Linked DNA regions of Danio rerio: region 1 is linked to region 2. The links are chromatin contacts, called in public Hi-C maps. All regions are on one chromosome and are shown on one strand. The core of a region is the stretch at or near the end of the contact, and the rest is flanking DNA. Distances in the headings are between cores, read along the strand shown.

Region 1 (3,005 bases), core at 257-2,756, 35 kb before region 2:
CAAAAAAGCCTTTAGTTTAGGGACTAACAGTTTATCAGCAAACCTATTTTCAACATATTATCTGTTTATTTTATAACTACTTATATAAAATTGATTAGCCCTCCTGTGAAATTTTGATTATTAAAAAAATCAAATGCTAAAGTAAAGAAGAAAAAAAATCAACACGTTTAAACATAATAGTTTTAATAAATAATTTAGAATTATTATTTTGTCTTTGCTGTGATCTATTGGATAAGATTTTCTAGCTATTTTTGCAAGATATTAGCGTTAAGCTTAAATTACAATTTAAAAGATTAACTATTAACCAGGCAAGTTACAGGTAAGGTTAATTAGGCAAGTCATCGGTTCTTTCTGTAGGCAATTTCAATATATATATTTTTAATCTTAGGGAAGTGAATAATACTGACCTTAAAACTGTTTTTTTTTTAATGTCCAACTATTTCAGCAAAGCTAAAATAAATAAGACTTCATCTACAAGAAAAAAGTATATATTTTTATGAAACAGTTGAGAATTGATTGTTAAACATCACTTATATATATTTGAAAAAGAGCAACAGAATTCTAATAATTTTGCACATATTCTGCATGATCATATTCTATATCCCCAAACCTACCAAATACAAGAACTCCTAATCTGCTTCTTATTAATAGTAATGTAGTTATGTTATTTTAAATAAAAAGCAGATTAGGAGTTAGAGTCAAAAGTAATACATAATGGATTGTTCATCACAGGAATCGAACATTAAATTAAACAGTGACCAACAAAACTAACTTTTACAAACACTGGCAAGTAAATTTTCTACAGATTTACTTTTGTTAATATTTTCTGACAACATAGCATTGGTAACATAAAAAAAAGAGAAAAAAAACTTTTGATTTTGATGGTAAAATGTGTAAATACATAGTTAGATCAGAATAAATCAGATCTCTCTTTCCGAGTATAATGGCTTTGAATGAACTGCAGATTCTACTGGTTGGGTAAGAAAAAAGAAATAACCATATGGTTCCATTCAGCAGTTTACCATTTGGGCAGACAGACACCTTCAGCATCTTCACAAGCAGTCCAACCGAACACACACTTAAAGCAGATGAGGTGTGTTTCACTGTGGTTGACTGTTTGAAGGAAATAGGTTTGCTGCAAAGAGTGGAAATGCACCGATAAAAAAAACGAAAAAGGAAATCGATGGAAAATGTGTGGGAATGTGAGTGTGTGTGCGTTTTGAGAGAGATACATGTGTTGCAGTATTTGTGAAAAAATGTGTGTGCAGGTCTGTGTGTGTGAGGTTGGAAGGGGTAAGTGGTGTGGTTAGACACCCGGAGTCACTGAACATTCTTCTGGCATGTGTTCAGCTTCCAGCCCCCTCTTCCTCCTCTTGTGTGTGCGAGACTCTGTCCTGGCAGCCGGCCCGGCTATGAAGTGAACTTAAACAAACTTCTGTTGCAGCCATCTGCTGGAGCTGGGGAATAAATCAAACAGCTTCACGGCCGCCAGCGATCAAGTTACCATGAGCAACAGCGCCCGCGCGCCTGCCTGGAGCCACAGCGAGCCTCCGCCGGCCAACATGTGGCCACTCTAATCCCTCCCAGAGAGAAGACAGAGAGAGAGAGACAGAGAGAGAAGAAAAAGAAGAAGAGACAAACACACACACACACACACAAACACACAGAGTGTGCTGGAATGCTATGTTTTGATACTCCTTGAAAGTATTTTGTATCTTACATTGTTTCTGTATTTGCTCACACGATCATTATTAGAATTGACTAATAACATTCTGGTTCCAAATCTCACAAAATATAAATAAATAAATAAACTCTGACTAATAAAAGACCTAAAAGTACCACAATTTTACCAAACACCAGAGGTCCTTCATAAAAAAAAAAAAATGTAGTCAGCATGTAAAAATGAGAATTTGCAAATGAGTGCTCCAGTTTCCCCTACAGTCCAAAGACATGCACTATAATTGGGTAAGCTTAACTGTCCATAGTGTATGTGTGTGAATGAGAGTGTATGAGTGTTTCCCAGTGATGGGTTGCAGCTGGAAGTGCATCCGCTGGGTAAAACATGTGCTGGATAAGTTGGTGGTTCATTCTGCTGTGGCGACCCTAAATTAATAAAGGGACTAAGCCAAAAAGAAAATGAATGAATGAATGAATATTTGAAAATTATATGTCATATTTCACTCCTATTGACAACTGTATTCTCTGTATTGATCTTCACTTTTGAAATGAATTTCTGAAATAAATTACAGATTATGTATAGGTATCAATTATGATATTTGTGGCTTTAATTACTATTAATAACCATTCTTGTTCAAAATTTTAAAAAAATTAAATAAAATAAAATAAATAAATAATACTGACAAATAAAAAAACAAAAAATTAACACAGTACGGCTGAATACCAGAGACTCTTCCTAAAAAATAAGTTAAGCATTTTCACTTGGCACCAAATAGTTAATTTTGCATTCTCTATACTATTAATCTTCACTTTCGACATAAAATTCTGAAATAAATTTTTAAATTACAGAATATTTATAGGCATCAGTTGTGATTTTTGTGGCTTTAATGACTAATAACTATTCTGGTTCCAAACTTCAAAAATAAATAAATAAATAAACACCAAAGTACTACCAACCACCAGAGGCCCTTCTTAAAAAAATTGTAGTCAGTATGTAAAAACACAAGAGTAAACCAAATAATTCATCTTAATTATATTGACCATTGTATCTCATATTTAACTCCTATTGACAACTGCATTCTCTGTATTAATCTTCACTTGTGAAATAAATTTCTGAAAAAAATATCTAAATTACAGTATAAAAGCAGTTACATGTTTTTAAAGGCACAGTAAATCATTTTTGCCACTAGAGGGCACGTATCCACAACAAACAAAATCATAGTTTGATGACACAGGGGGTATTCCAGAAAGCAAGTTGTGTGACAAACCCAGGTAAGTTTAAGAGTAAGTGGATAACCGGTTTTTAAAAACAGAGGTAACTGAAAAAG
Region 2 (2,700 bases), core at 70-2,569:
GCTCTCTCCTGCTTCTGTACAAACACTTTGAAGCGGCCTCCTGCTGAAAGACTGCTTCCACAAATATAACAGGCACATCCATCAGCAGAAAGACTGGCATGGCTCTTGACGGTTTGGCTCCTCTGTACATCAAAGTGAGATGATGCTGCGCACTCTCTGTCGTCATCGCTGGTGATGTTGATCTCACAGCTGTCCGGTGCGTCAGAGTCACCAATAGATGCATTCATCCACTTACCACACGCAATGGTGTCGTTATCCTGAAGGGGGGTGCGCACAGATCGACAGTCGTACTGCTGCAGAGCCATGGACACAGATGAGCTCGATGTGTGATTGATAATTTTAGTCGTGCGACGATCTGATTGGGGTATGTCCTGACTTGGGTAAACTCTGGCTGGATATCGTACTGACTCGGGACTGCTTTTAACGCTCTTTCTGCTGCTTTCTCTTGATGCTTTATTAGACCCACGAAAACCTGTAGTACTGTTACTATTTATTATACACGCTGACAAGTCCAAGTCCTGCTCGGACAGGTCATTATCAGAGAACGAGGAAATGTCAGAGTCGTTGCCGTCATAATTCCCGGCGCTCATTCTCCGCTCCAGATCGTAGGTTATGTTTCGTAAATCGCACTGGTAGGGTCTTTTGAGCCAGTACATGCGCTTCTCGATGGGTGTCCTGTTGCGCTCGAATGAGTTCCACTGTTCGCGCAGAAAGCAGTGACACACGGCGCACACCAGAGCTTCCCCATCCGGACCGATCTCCGGCGCGCCTGGAGCCGGGTCCTGGCCTTGCAGGAAAGGGAAAAACGGCCCATCCTTTTCTCTCTGGTATTTTACCTGCAAGCTCAGCTCTTTCCCCGCAGTCACCCCGCTCCCACAGATGAAACAGTGGACGAAGAAGATCCCGTTGCGCTCGGGTCTGCACACGCTGCCGGGTAGAGAGCTCTCCTCCCCAGACAGACCTGAAGCCATGCGCTGTTGCGCATTGGAGGTCAGCGTGAGCTCCGAATCGTTCATAGTTCCATGTGTAACAGCTTCAGAATCACAAGCAGCGTGATTTCAAAGCCTGAAGCTATCTTTTTTGCGGTTTCTCACTTAAGTAACGCCATTGATCCCGCGGAAAAAACTCGCTCCTTCCGCGAACTCACTCGCTCCGCAATAACACAATTTTAATTGTGTATTTATCCAGAAAACACACCAAGAAGTCGTTAGGAGTCACATCCTCATGGCTAACTTTGTAATCCGTGTGCTGTTATAGAGCAGAAAGTCTCATTGAAGTTGCCTGGCGAAGTTTCCTTTCCTCACATTGTGGCTGTGAGCTGAACACAGCGCCATCTCTCTCTCTCTCTCTCTCTCTCTCTCTCTCTCTCTCTCTCTCTCTCTCTCTCTCTCTCTCTCTCACTCTCTCACACACACACACACACACATACACACACACACACACACACACACACACACAACATTAGTTTCACTGCATTCGTGAGAGGTCCTGTTCATTAGTCAGTGCTGAACTGGTTTAATTATATGAGGACATTTTACTTCAGAAAAAAAAGTCAGAGAGGGAGAGAGAGAAAAGTGTGCGAGAGAAAGTGTTTGTCACTAATGAGTACAACTCAGAAAATTCCATTGCACCTATATCAGGTTTCTCCTCTCTGTTTTTTTTTTTTTTTTTTCAAAATAATGTTGTTAAATTAATAATAACATTCAATAATAATTGTTGATGATGTCAAATTTAAACATGATTTGGACAAAATAACTAGTTCAAAGGCCAGTGTTCAACAAATTGCAAATGGCACTAATATGCAGTATAATGCATCCGTCTTTCGGATGAGACGTCATCGGATGAGACGTTAAACCGAGGTCCTGACTCTCTGTGGTCATTAAAAATCCCAAGGCACTTCTCGTGAAAGAGCAGGGGTGTAACCCCGGTGTCCTGGCCAAAGACCCTCTATCGGCCCTTACGATCATGGCCTCCCAATCATCCCCTCTCCACCGAATTGGCTCTATCACTGTCTCTCCACTCCACCAATAGCTGGTGTGTGGTGAGCGCACTGGCGCCGTTGTCCTGTGGCAGCCGTCGCATCATCCAAGTGGATGCTGCACACTGGTGGTGGTGTGGAGAGACCCCCCCTCATGATTGTGAAGCGCTTTGGGTGTATTGCCATACACAATAAATGCGCTATATAAATACACATTACATTACATTTTACATTACATTACATAAACACAATGTCCTGTAATCGACAGAGACTAAGTAACCTTGAGTTTTTTAAAGCTTTGATTAAATGTGTGATATGGATAAACAATGCTAATAAACAGTTGCTGAGATTCTTGGGCAGTTCTGTATGTCACAACCTTTCGAGCAGACATACAGCAGAACATTTTTTTTTTACAAAAATATGAAACATTTGTTATGTGTGCATATCTATGAAAACTCATTTAATACTTTTATTTAAAAAAATAATGATTCAAGATGAAGTTGCATACATTGTTCTGGTGTGAATTTTTCTCTTAGTTTAACACCGTTCAAATCTCATGGTTCTATGGGCCTCGTCGATCAACTCTGATATTTAGTTCTTATTTTCTTTTGGATTCAAGTCAGTTGATTGGCTGGGCCATTTGAGCAGCTTTATTTTCTTTTTTCTGAGACTATAGTCTTTCTTGCCTGTGTTTGGGATCTTTACTTAGTCATTCATCTTCA

Evidence for each region. Hi-C and Micro-C count contacts between places; a contact is called where the count stands out from the background.
Region 1: a contact with region 2 is called in a Hi-C map of an unstated tissue, with 3 times the contacts expected there. The contact joins the enhancer-like site here to the promoter of gse1b in region 2. A contact is called at or near these places in 3 of 18 Hi-C or Micro-C datasets (fibroblasts, hematopoietic stem cells and an unstated tissue).

The regions. Positions count from the first base shown.
Region 1 is chr18:31,745,777-31,748,781 of GRCz12tu, reverse strand. All of the region lies in intron 1 of gse1b (Gse1 coiled-coil protein b), which reads right to left. Among named protein-coding and RNA genes, the nearest start is that of gse1b, 35 kb to the right of the region's middle. Within about 2 kb of position 1,506, at least 39 of the 62 cell types and tissues checked have an H3K27ac peak or open chromatin away from gene starts, as enhancers often do.
Region 2 is chr18:31,710,794-31,713,493 of GRCz12tu, reverse strand. It overlaps gse1b (Gse1 coiled-coil protein b), which reads right to left and starts at 1,319. Exons shown (of 17, transcript NM_001430859.1): 1 at 1-1,319. The coding sequence starts at 1,016.